Regions from separate parts of the Sus scrofa genome. Here region 1 is linked to region 2. The links are chromatin contacts, called in public Hi-C maps. All regions are on one chromosome and are shown on one strand. The core of a region is the stretch at or near the end of the contact, and the rest is flanking DNA. Distances in the headings are between cores, read along the strand shown.

What was found. A called contact is a pair of places that touch in the nucleus more often than the background predicts.
Region 1: a contact with region 2 is called in a Hi-C map of skeletal muscle, with 8 times the contacts expected there. The contact joins the promoter of FGF1 here to the enhancer-like site in region 2. A contact is called at or near these places in 3 of 5 promoter capture datasets (fetal liver, fetal skeletal muscle and liver), 20 of 47 Hi-C or Micro-C datasets (alveolar macrophages, brain, embryonic fibroblasts and 13 more) and 1 of 2 datasets of contacts at active chromatin or transcription factors (skeletal muscle).

Annotation. Positions count from the first base shown.
Region 1 is chr2:144,236,630-144,243,301 of Sscrofa11.1, forward strand. It overlaps FGF1 (fibroblast growth factor 1), which reads right to left and starts at 4,716. Exons shown (of 6, transcript XR_002341962.1): 1 at 4,286-4,716.
Region 2 is chr2:144,189,999-144,196,451 of Sscrofa11.1, forward strand. The region is part of intron 2 of FGF1 (fibroblast growth factor 1); the gene reads right to left. Among named protein-coding and RNA genes, the nearest start is that of FGF1, 48 kb to the right of the region's middle. Within about 2 kb of position 2,058, at least 18 of the 83 cell types and tissues checked have an H3K27ac peak or open chromatin away from gene starts, as enhancers often do. A contact at or near this core is called in mesenteric adipose tissue, omental adipose tissue, skeletal muscle and 1 more, where this site is marked.

The sequences.
Region 1 (6,672 bases), core at 3,466-5,965, 49 kb after region 2:
GGATCATACAGTGTGGGTTGCTCTTCCTTCAAAAGCGTAACACCTTTGAGGTTCGTCCGCACTGGAGGGTGTACCAGAACATCATTGCTTTTCCTTGCTGAGCAATAATCCAATTGATGCCACATTTTATTCATTCATCGATGAACGGACCTCAGCCTTGCTTCCTCAATTCGGCCGTCATGGATGACAGTGCTGTGAACATTTGTGTTATGTACAGGTTTTTGTGTGAGCATACATTTTTCAGTTCTCTTGGGTCCAGTGGTACTTTTTCTTTTAAAGATTTACACCAAGCATTTTACTTAGCCTACGTAATCCTTGGGGTTTCAGTTGTGTTCTATCACGACCTCATGAGGAAGCCAGTAGGCTGGGTTCTGCAAGATCTGAGAGCTCCTCTGTCCTAAGTCTGGGCCTCTCCAGGCTTCTGTGTTGCCTGGGATGTGACTCCGTGTCACTGTGCCTCCGCTGTGAGGACCCCAGAGGACCCCAGAGCTCTGACTCTTCTCAGGGATATTGTGAGGATTCGGGACATAAACCCCATGGGATCTGCTCCTGAGATGTTCACCCAGAGGAGTAGGTTCATGTGCGTCAGAGAAACAAGATACCCTCAGATCAGGGGCTCCCCAGGTGACAGATACCCTCAGACCAAGGTGTCCCGCAGGTAATAGCATCAACCAAGAGGACAGTGGCTGGATGTGGAGGCACAGACGGTATAAAAAATGCCATTTGCTTAAGATGTGAATTTCCTTTGAGATCTGATTTGGTTGCTTTCCAAATCCTGCAAGCTGCCCTCTGAGGGGGGTCCCTGCCTGGTCACCTGTTCAGGGGCCATGCCTAGAGACGGACAGCCGGGTGGGCAAAGCTTAAATTCTCAAGCCCACCCTCCAGCTAATGTTTCCCCCAAGACCACTCTAATTAGAGCCGTCATTTAATCAAAAAACACCTCGCTCTCTGCAGAGCCCCAGAGGTACCTCCTTTTGGGAAATCCCCATGTCCCTGACCTTCTCTTTGGCTCTGGAGTAGGGGTGTGACCCCTGACCCCTGGGTACAGTCTAATAACAACCCCCCCCCCCACAGAGGCACTGAGAGCCAGGGTGGCAGAAGAGGGGCTGAAAATACTGAACTCCTCAAGCTCTCTGACCTGTGCCCCTTGCTCTTTAAAATCAGGCAGCGGAATAGACCAAACCTGAATATTTTCTGGCTATGGGCAAATATTTACGGAAATTTTCATACTTTGTGTCATTCACCCAACTTTTTTAACTTTAGGTGTTAGAGTTGAGGAGCAATTGATTATCTTTGCTGCCTTTCTATTGTGTGGTTCACGTCTCTCAGCAGCAAATCAGAAACACATGATAGGAATGTATGGTCAACTTACTGGAGATATTTTATAAAATGTGCTTTTAAAGATGATTGATTTGAAACACACTTGATATATTACAATTAGGTGGGAGTTTTACTTATTTTTTAATGCCATTTCTTCCTCTCTGTGGGTATGTATATGTAGGAAATTAGAACTCATATTTATTAAACCTAAAAAAAGAACCACCAGGGAGTTCCCGTTGTGGCGCAGTGGTTAACGAATCCGACTAGGAACCATGAGGTTGCGGTTGTTCAATCCCTGGCCTTGCACAATGGGTTAAGGATCTGGCGTTGCCTTGAGCTGAGGTGTAGGTTGAAGAGGCGGCTCAGATCCCAAGTTGCTGTGGCTGTGGCGTAGGTTGGCAGCTGTAGCTTCGATTAGACCCCTAGCCTGGGAACCTCCGTATGCCACAAGTGTGGCCCTAAAAAGAAAAAAAAAAAAAAGAACCACCAAAAAGTTAAAAAATAAAATAAAATCAGGCTGTAGAAAGAGCCATTGCTAAGTGCGTAATTGAGGGATTTAATAGGAAGGGCAATGGAAGGCATGCCTGGGTTCCTGTCCCCAGGCCACCACTTACTAGCTGTGTGATCCAGGACAGGTGGCTAAGCTCTCTGAGGCTCAGTGTCCCCATCTATTAAATGGGATAATAGCAGTATTTACCTCCCAGCATACATTCGGAGCTCCATTAATGCCTGTCTTTCATGGTTATTCTTTTTTTTCTTTTCTTTTTTTTTTTTTTTTTTTTTTGCTTTTTAGGGTGACAGTCATGGCCTATGGAGGCTCCCAGGCTAGGGGTCAGATTGCAGCTGTAGCCACCAGCCTACATCATAGCCACAGCCACACCAGATCCAAGCTGTGTCCGTGACCTACACCACAGCTCACAGCACCGCCAGATCCTTAACCCACTGAGCGAGGCCAGGGATCAAACCTGCGTCCTCATGGATCCTGGTTGGATTTGTTACCACTGAGCCCCAAGGGGAACTCCCTGTCATGGTTATTATGTCACTTATAAAATCAGAATTCAGGATCTCACATACTCCAGCCATCCTCTCTAAGCTATTTAGGGAGGCTGATTTTTTTTAAGTGGTTGGGAACCCCTGACATGTATCAGATGCCACAGAGAGGGCTGGGGATGGAACTTCATTGTCCCCAGGAATGTAAAATTCAGGTTGGGAGGGCAACAAGGCATCAGAGGGAACTGTGGTGCTGGGGGCAGGGCTGTCCGGGTTCAGGAGTGGAGAGGGCAGGAGAGACTGGAGGGGCCAGAGGAGTCCAGCCCATAAAGGCTGGAGGGTTCACATCACAGAGCAGAGGGAGACAGCAGCGGGCAGGGGCGGGAGGGAAAGGGGACACCCATGGGAGCACGGGCGGGGGGGGGGGCCCGGTGGGTGTAGGCATGGGGAGCAGTCTGGGGACTGAGCCAGAGACAAACCTTCTGGTGTCTTTCCCACTCTCAGGGTCCCTAGGAAAGACAGGCCATGGGGTCTGCCAGGCACCTGTTCAGTAGACAGTCACGTGCCCTATGAGACTTTCTGTCACTAAGACATTTTTGTGGACGGAAAGAGGGAGGAAGGAGGAGGAGTTATGTTGGAGGAGTTTTGGCTCTTCATCCAGACAGCCCACCAAAAACGCAGCAGAAAATGGTAAGCAGGGACCTCGGCAGTCCTGCAGCCAGCCCCCTCGATTGTCTTTGGGGACCCCCGCCCGTCATCACTCTCAGGGCATGTGCTTTGGGGTGGAGATGACCAGACCCCATGGCAGGGCTGGGTGCAGTACCCACACTGGCTCTGTGAAACGTGACCCTGAGAGTCTAGCTAGAACTGCAGGGAAGGGGAGCACCGTTCTTGAAGGGGGGCTGTGCCCCCAGGGTGCAGCCTGGAGCGGCTGGCCGCCACCCTGCCCCCAGGATAGGTGAGCCTCCCGGGGAACAGAATGACGCAGGGACACAGAGCCAACAAATGCAGAGAGACAGATTCAGGGTGCCATTGCCTAGGCACCTGGACCCCACCTTCCCAAACCCCTGGCCTTGCCAGTTGCCTAAGTCTCTTCCAACTGGATTTCAGTCCATTGTCCCTAAAAGAATCTTGACATAGTCAAGGAGGTACCTTGTTCCTACCAACATTTTATTGGTTTACCCTCAGCATAGCTATTTGTGGTCCCTAGTGAGGGGCGGTGCGTGTCTCGGAAAAACAGTGCATGTGCCCAAGTGATGGAGACTTTAGCCCGTATCCCAGAAGCGGTGCAGGCACCTGTCCCAGGCTTGGGAGGCAGAGACTAGAGAAGGAAGAAACCATGGCTCCACAAAATTTCTCCCTTCTTCTTTGTCCCTGGGCTCTGCTTTCAGAGCAGTTCTTCCCAAACCCTTGATGTATTCCTTCTTGTTCACAACCAAAGAAATGAATTCTTGGATCTGTTAAGAATATTTTGCAGGGTTCCAAGACATCAGGAAGAGATAGGGTAAGAGGCGGGGGAGGAAGCTCTGCAGACCACATTTGCATTTTCTCCTTTTTGCCCAATGACAAGGGTTCAGCTGGCATCCTTTTGTTTATTTCCTATTTGAGGCAGAGCTTTTCAAAGCTAGACATTAACGTGACTGTAATGGAATCTGTCTAATGGTTCTTCGGAGAAATGTCTTCTTGGATCTCAGCAAAGATAATTCACTTGGTAGGAACCCCTTCCTGCTTCCCTGCTAAGCATTAGACTCACCCAGTTCTTTCTGGAAGCAGGCTGGCCTCCGAGTGAGAGAGGAGAGTGCAGGAATGTTTTACCCCAGCATCCATCACATAGACTCACCCCCGCCACGGACTCAGATCAGGGAGGAGAAGAGGGAGAAGGGGCGTGTGGAGAGCATGCATGCTGAGCATAAGCCTGAAGCCAGGCAGAACGTCCACCGCAATCTGAGCCCCCTGGAGAAACAGGCGCACTCACCTTGGAGCTTTGGCTCTGGGGCGCTTTCTCTCTGGGGCGACGGCAGCTGCGACAGCCTACAAGGTCCACACTGTCCTAGCAGGTCCACTGCAGGCCAGCTGGGCTGCGGCAGGAGGAAGGGATTTCCCATCCTCCATCAGCAGGGAGTGTCCTTCACCAAAGGAGGCGATGCCCTTTTTCCCTGGAGTGCGGGCGGCTGGGTCTGCGGTCCTCTCTCTCCCGCTCCCTCACTGCTGTGACTGGGGCTCGAGGGGGCCCCAGAGAAGGGGCTGCCTGCAGACGGCAGCCCACGCCCGCCCTGATCCAGGTCGTTGGTTCCCCAGCCTTGGGGAGCCCCGAGAGGGAGGCAGGGGAGTGTATGGTGAGGCCACGCTCCCAGGGCCCTGACCAGGGTGGCTGGGGCACTCACAGAAAGTCCAAGGGCAAGTCCTTGTGCATTTATTTCTCCCCCCTCTCATGTGATTTTATTTTTGGACCAAACACAGAAGCTATTTGGGGGCTGGATAGATGCCAGATGAAAGGACAGATGTCCCATCCAAGCTGTCTCCGAGCCACTTTTGGAACCGGCCCGGTTACCTTTCCCTGTGCAAGGCGGAAGGGCAGCCAGAGGGTCTTTCTCCCCAGGTCACTTTTAGTATATCCGAGCAGCTAGTTCAGATTCCTAACTTTATTTCCACCAGCTCATCCCCACCCTTTGAGGATTCAGGAAGGATATGTGTCATGAGCAAAGTCACTGCTTTGTACTGCATTCCTACCGTCAACACACTTCTGGCTGCAGACATAAGAGCCCCTCTTAGCAACCTCGGGCGGGGGGTGTGAGCATGTGACGAGTCAGGCTCGAACCCTGAATCACAGAGATGCTGGCTGTTTCCCCTGGCTGTTTCTGCTTTTAACTCCTAAGCTTGTAAAACTTTAAATATTTAAGGAACTTGGATTTTCACCTCTGATCCTTCCTCTCCAGACCTGCCTGGGAAGCTGGGAAGCCCTCCTGCCTGACAAAATGCCACCTGCCCATCCTCCTCTTCGCGCCATCAGCATGGTTGTTTCTAGAGCCCTGACAGCTCTGCCAGAGGGGCAGAGGCCAGGGAGGGTGAGCTCGCAGAGCGGCAGCTTGCTGCCACTTTGCTCCCTGTCTCCTGAAGCTATAAATTATTGAGACTTCACTGTTGTTTTCATTTCTTTAAGAAGAAAAACAAAAACGTCCATGGTTGATTCATACCCATGACGTCACTCTTCAATTTCTTCCCCCAAACACAGTTTCTTGAAGGGGAAAAAGAATAAGGGTTTTCATCTGTGTCCAGTCCCAGGCCCTGATTCTTGGTACAGGATGGAGAGTCTCTGGCCTCCAGTCTCCATGAAGCCAGTTTCCTATGAATAATTCACTGTGCAAACACACACACCAGAGAAGACTGGGCTGGGCCGCCCAGGCTGGGCTCGCCACTGCCTCCAGGGGAAATTGCCCTTTCTGTCTACTGCCCTGGGGAGGAGCCAGGGAGATGGAGCCTAACAGCTTGTCCAACACTGCCCTCTGCTGGCCACTAGCATGATTCGCCCCAGGATGGTGGTTTTCAAGACTTTCCAATGGGCACCCGGGGTGGGGGGGGTTATTTTTAGAGAACCACTTTCCAGGTTCCCCGTTTCTTTAGGTACTTTTTCATAAAACTGGCTTGCCTGAGAACATGCCTGTGTTCCTAATAATCCTTCCCCTACTGGAAAGCATCCCCCTCACTCTTCACAAACCTAAGGAACCTTTGCCTCAAATATAGAAACCTCTAAGTTCACATTCTCAAACTGGAAGCTTCCTTTAATAATTGAATTCAGCTTCCCTCAATAACTAAGGCAGTTTTTATTTAACAACTTTGTCTCTTCTGTCCCTTGAATTTGAGGGAGAGCACTGTGAAAGCAAACTGTAGAGGATATTAGAGGCAGTAATGATGGGAGTTCCTCTCATGGCACAACAGAAACAAATCTGACCAGCATCCACAAGGACGCAGGTTCGATCCCTGGCCTCACTCAGTGGCTTAAGGATCTGACGTTGCTGTCAGCTGTGGTGTAGGTCGCAGATGCAGCTCGGATCCCACGTTGTTGTGGCTGTGGTGCAGGCCGGCAGCTACAGCTCTGATTCGACACCTAGCCTGGGAACCTCCATATGCTGTGGGTGAGGCCCTAAAAAAAAAAGAAGAAGAAAGAAAGAAAAGGTAATAAGAGTAACAGATTAGTAGATACATTTAAAGAATGATGCCACAGCTTAATTTTTTATTTCCAATATTTACAGTATATGGGAAGCTATTATCTTGAATCTATGTGAACTTTGGAGTGAATATTTAAGATCAATTTTTAAATGCGAGTATGAGTAACATTATTTTTCAAAATGGTTTTAGAAGGTT
Region 2 (6,453 bases), core at 808-3,307:
TCTCAGGACAGACAGAGATCTTAACTGTCTAGCCCTCAGTCGCCTGTTATTCTCATGGAAAAATATGATCAACACCTGTAAGCAGCTCCACAGGGTGCAGGTTCCAGAAATGTGCTGGAGTGCGGAGTAGGGGGTTCCCGTGTTGGGAGAGGAGGCGGCTCAGTCAGAGGGTAAACATTTTACACCCTAAGTATAAACACAGAGCTTAACACATGCACACGCCCAAGTTCTCCCCCTCCCCCAGCCAAGCGCGCATAAGGGTGGGGGAGGCAGAAACACAGCATGTCCCCCTCCCTCCTGTGAACCTTGGGGTGGGGCTCCTGGCTCAAGGGGATCCCACCTGGAGACTGAGGGACCCAGAAGGTAACCCAGAGGTGCCCAGCGTCCCCCCCTGAGCTGCAACCTGCTTCCTCCCTGTGCCCCGCCTCAGCCCACAGGAGCCCACATCTTCCACCCTGGCCAAGGAAAGAGGGTGAGACCCCTGGCTCTGAGCTCAGATAAAGCCAAGCTCCGCCTCCTGAGAGATAGGGTCACAGCAGTTTTAAGAGGAAGGTACATCGGTTTCCCATGTCCCCCTCCCGCGCCCAAGGAGAGCCTCTCCCATCATCAGCATCCCCATGAGACAGGTGCCTCTGTTACAGCTGGTTGACCTACACTGACACGTACTAATCGCCCAGAACCCACCGTCCACATTGGGAGCTACTCTTGGTGGCATACACGCTGTGGGGTTGGATAAATGACATGTGTCCACCATTGTCACGGCACAGTTTTCACTCTCCTAAAAATTCTTCCCCACCTTCCCCTCCCTGAAACCCCGGCAACCACTGATCTTTTTACTGCCTCCACAGTTGTCCACAATGTCCTGTAGTTGGATCATAGCCTATGTAGCTCTTTCAGGTTGGCTTCTTTCTCTAGCCACGTGCATTTAAAGCTCCTGCATGTCTTTTCATGGCGTGATGCCTCATTTCTTTGTAGCTCTGAGTAATATTCCATCACGCAGGTGCACAACTGTTTTTTAGCCCTGGTTTCCCAGGCTGTAATATGGGGTGATGGGTAGCACAGATGAGGGGAGTTCACGGTGATGATAGCATGGAGGCTCCAGGCTCCCTGCTAACTGCCTCTCACTTCCCTCATGTGTCCTTCTGGAACCCCGTGACCTAGGTACTCTGAACACTCCCATTTTACAGATGAGGAAAGTGAAGTCCAGGGAGGTTAACTGATTGCTCAAGGCCAGAGATCCAGCAAAGGATTGGCCTGTGATTCCAACCCAGACATGCTGAGTGCAGGTGTTATTATGGATGCTGTATTCTCCTGGGAAAGTTCTTCTTTTTTTTTTTTTCTTTTTTTTGGCTTTACCATGGCACGTGGAAGTTCTCAGGCCAGCGATTGACTCTTAGCCACAGCTGTGACCTACACCACAGCTGCTGCAATGCCAGATCTTTCACCCACTGCACCACAGCAGGAACTCCAGGCAAGTTCTTAACAGCGTTTGGCACATAGTGAAAACCCGTTACCCACCGCCACCTCTTGTTAGTAGTTTTGAAGCAGAGCCACTAAGACGGTCAGGGTGCAGTTTTTTCCTAACGAGGCAGACAGAGCCCTGGGATGCTGGAAATTCCCTAGTGCCCATTGCCCAGGGGTCACAGGCCTGGGCTGAAACGTCATGTTTGCCCTGAAGAGAGCGCTAATGGCTTTTTAAGCCGATGCTTCTTGGGCACTTCGTGGCTTGGTCATCCCTTCCCACGCTGGGACAATCCGTTTTAGGAAACAGGTGTCCAGGAGCCCAGCCCTGCTCTCCCTACTCCTCCGAAGCTCCTTGCATGTTGCCCATCCCGCCCCGCTCCCCGCCTCCCCACCTCAGCCCAGGGGCCAACGTCTGCAGCCTGGGATTCTGCCCAGTGTCTGGCCCAGGTGTGGGTGCCTGGGCCGCCGGCCGCAGCCCCTCATCATCACGCTGTCACAGCACACGCGGGTGCATGCCAGCCGTCTCCCTGTCCCCTCCACTTCCTTCTGCTCTGGATTTCCAGACAGAGTCAAAAATGGCTTCACATCAAGTAAGATTTGTTTTCACTCCGTGTCACTTTCCATTTATAGACACAGCCTTCTCTGGGAGGCACTGCGCTCCTTCCTCTGTCTCGTTTTTTTCTGGGTCCTTGGGGATAAACTCTTGGTGGTTGTTTTTGAGCCCTGTGGTCAGCAGCCCAGCCAGTCACGCATTCAGATGTCTCCAGAGGGCCAGCGGTGTCCCTTACAGGAGCTGATGCTGATGTTCTGTGGCCTCTGAGACCTCTCTGGAACTGTGCCCACATAGCAGTGTGAAAAGAACTGTCTGACCTGGGCCAGCAGGTGCATCCTGGTGAGACGGTGAGCCTGAGAATTCCAGCTTTCCAGTAGCAGCTGATACAGGCTTCCTCGAGGTGCGAAGAGGGCTAGAAACTTATTCCTGCCAAGTGGGTGCACTCTGATCCCCTTTACATGGATGAAGAAATGAGCACCCAGAAGTGAAGGCCATGGCTGACCAGGGGCTGCATGAGATCCAGCCCTGCTGACTCTCTGGCCCAGCCACCCCACCACCGCGCTCCAGCCCTGTGTTCTGGCCACAGCAGCTTTGGTTTGGGCCCCCGAGTGCACTGTGAGATCTCTGGCCACAGTTCCTTTGCACAAGCTTTCCCTTGGCCTGGGCCACAGTGGCCTCCACTCTACAGCTAACGCTCCCCGAACCATCCTTCACATTTCAACTGCCCCTTCTTCAGGGCTGCCCTATTCAACATCCCTGACCACAGGTTCCATGTAACCTGTCATGTGCTGCCTGCCTCTCGTCATGGCCTCGGTCAAAGTTTGCACTCTGCTTTTCTTTGTGCAATTTTCCGATTACTGTCTGGCCCTCCCTCCAGACCATAAATCTATGAGAGCAGAGGCCTGCGAGTGCTGCCTTGTACACAATTATCGCAGCACTCCCCGTGCTGGACTGACACAGCTTGTTTATTCATCTGTCTCGTCTCTTGGTCTGTGAGTTTCCTGAGGGCCACGTCTGGGTCTTTTGTGAACACAGTGCTCGCCTCAGTCAATATTTGGTGAGTTGAACTGAATGAACTGGATTTAATTGAACAGGGTAACTTGAGAAACAGCACAGGAAAGTTCAGCACATCTGATGGAGCAAGCCCGCAAGATATTTTATTTATTTATTTATTTATTTTGCTTTTTAGGGCTGCACCTGCAACCTGTGGAGGTCCCCAGGCTAGAGGTCAACACCAAGCTACAACTGCCAACCTACACCACAGCCACAGCAACACCAGATCCGAACCACATCTGCAACCTACACCACAGTTCATGGCAACACCGGATCCTTAACCCACTGAGCGAGGCCAGGGATCTTCATGGATACTAGCTGGGTTCTGAACTCAACTAAGCAAGGGCAGGGATTGAACCCCCGTCCTCATGGACACTGGTTGGCTTCGTTTCTGCTGTGCCACACCAGGAGCTCCCTGGAGTGATTTTAGAGAGAAGGTTAGCTTTTTTAAAAAGCCAAGGTCTCTTATAATTGGGATAGCATGCTAGAAACTAGATCCGTAACTTTCTTAAAGCAGCATCGTGTTACGGTTATAAATCCTACTGAAGTGAGGACAGAAGGGTGTCTGCCTCTGCGAGGTTCATCTGAAGTTTAGTAAAAGTCAGAGCATAAATCACCCACGGAATCCCACTGGAGGCTGTGGGATTTGGCTCTGCCAACCCCTGGCCTTGCGTCATTTCCTTATCTTCCCGGGCGGCCTCGCCTGCCTCCCTCCCCAGTGTTCTGGGTGCCGTCTTCGGCCCCGTGATGTTGTGGTCTGGTTGCGAGGAAGCATCCTCTTTGGGGCTAGTCCTTTCCAGGACCCGATGTCCCTCAGTTTGGCAAATGGGCCTAAGGGCTTCCTTGAATGAGAGAGAGAGGGGGTAGGGTGCTTCTCCTCCAACCAGAAGATGGATGAGCAGGATGGGGCGAGCGGGGGTGGTTAGGGGCCTGGGGTTGACCTGGCAGGGTTTCTGGAGGACGTGCCAGGTAACTGCAGGCTCCCACATGCAAACAGGGCCCGGTCTCGGCTCTGCCCACCCCGGCTCCAAGGAAAACGGGCCGTTTTGCAGAAAAGCTATTTTCTTTCATCCTGCCTCCTCCTTCTGATCCTAACATGATGATTATGTGCCTTGGAGGGTTGAATAGCCCCTTTTAAGAAGTTAGAAAGAAGCCATTTCTGAGTTGAGAGGATTAACCTAGTTCAATTGAATAATAGGAGCACAGGAACGATTACAGGTAATTAGAAAGAACGTTATTGAGGCTCCAGTAACTCATTATGATGCTTAGAGCTTTTTCAAGTATTTTGCAATAAAAACACCTCCTGGTTATCACACATGAGGGATTAAAGGGACCCTCTTGTCCCCTTGTCCCCCGCTGTGAACATTGCTGGTGCGTAATAGCTGCCCAGCAGTATTTGTCAGAGGACTAGAGGAGACAGGAGGCTGACCTAAGGTTCTGACAACTTTCTCAAGTGGGGCAGAAACCCACAGTCTCAAACCCAGTTTGAGCAAATGCTTTGGCTCTGGACACATACAACTGACTGCCGTTCTCCTTGGGCTTCTCGACCTAGTTCCCACTCAACCAAACTTAGGAACTTATTCCCGACAGTTAGCAAACTTACATGGAGTCCCACTGGCTTAACTCAGATCTCAGAAGGGTTTTTGTTTTTGCTTTTTTTTTTTAAAGAGTCACCAAGGAATCCTTTTTAAAGAGGAGACCGACTCCTGTGCCCCCTGAAAATATAACACAAATATTGAAAAAGAACATCTTGGGGTTTCAGTGGCTAAGGCAGAAGAAACTCAAAGATGTATTGAAGTTAGAACTAGAGCAATTTTCCAAACAGAAAATCATATGCGTCCTGCCTTTGGTGGGCTGGGCCCAGGCTGGTGCAATGGAGCCTGAGTCCAGAAGAGGGCGCCCTGAGCTAAGTGTGCCGACCTTGGCGCAGAAATCAGGGTCCCTGAAAGAGACTGTTTACATTTCACCTTTGTTTGCCCTGCGTGTTTTTGTGTGTCTCTGCAGCAGTGAGAGCGGGTTTTCCTTCCTCTGTGCCAAAGGATGATCTCCTGCAAATATAATTACACTGATGATTTCCCAGATTCAATACCAAATCCCAGGCACATAAATATGTTAAAAAAATTTTTTTAATGGCCTTCGACCTTTGGTCTCCCTGAAATCTGCCAACAAATTTCCAGCATTGTGGCTCTTTTCACATATTTCAGTGGGCCCCCAGGAATCCGTGTTTCTTCAAATATTGATGCTAGTCCTAAGAGATGGATGTTTACACCAAGGAGAGGAGACGGCTCTTTTTTCTCGCTGAGAGCTATTTGTGTTTGTTCTTATTTATGAGGTTGAAGAATCAGTCACCTGTGTATAGCCCCGCCCCACCCTCTGCATCACCGTTGACAAGAAAGCTGTGCAGTCATCAGATTGGGATCCATGCAAGCCTCATTCTCAGTGTATTAGCCTCCTTGGAAAGACACCTTTTTCCCTGCATTTTTCATCCCCAGGTCCTGAGGGAACAGCAGATAAATTCAACAAGAACTTCAAGGAAACGGCGCACAGTGCAGACTCTGTGACCGGTAAGTCGTCTTGTGGAGGGAAGGACGCCCCCCGGTGTCTGAGGGGTTCACAGCGGCACTCGCTACCGTAGCAAGGACTTGGAAACCATCCTGCTTCAATAACGCAGTGATCAATTATGCAGGCATGCACAATGCAGGCAGCTATAAAAAAGAGCGCTAGACACACATGTACGTCGATGAGGTGGGGAAGAAAGCCCTAGGACAGCATGTGTGGGATGAGTCCATACCTGGCTTTTAAAATTATGTGTGTTTGTGTGGATACAGAGATGGGAACCTGAAAAAAATGATGACCGCCGGAGAGTGGGATGGAGGTGGTGAAAATACATGGCGGGTGTTTCCCAAGTTAAAGGAAAAGGCAGTGACACTTGGAAAGACCTCTGAAAAGAGGGCAAGAACGCTGTCCTCTCACCCTTTCCCTGCAGCCCCCAAAGCTGCTAAACATCTTCCACTTGGAGGACCCTTCCCGCCCTCGCTGGGGCCGCTGGATCCCAGCCTGGCTCTCAGCTCTCCCCCTGGCTGAGCTTCTCCCCCAAAATGTCACCGCCTCCAGCCCCTCTCTGTCACTCCCAGCCCTTGGAGGCCTCTTTCCACCAAAACTGCTCCTGGAAGAGCTCGCCCAGTTGTCCCCCAAAACAGGGTTGGAAACTGGGGAGCCACGAGCCAGAGGTGGCCTGAGGCTGTCTGGTTTGCTGGAGCTGCACGTTGCTTGCAGCTGTTCTTGGTTTATTTGACATCTACTGATGATTAGATTTCAAGTGGACCCGACGCTCTCTGGACTCCGTAACCCTCAGAAGGTCTGACCCATTGTTGCCCACCTTC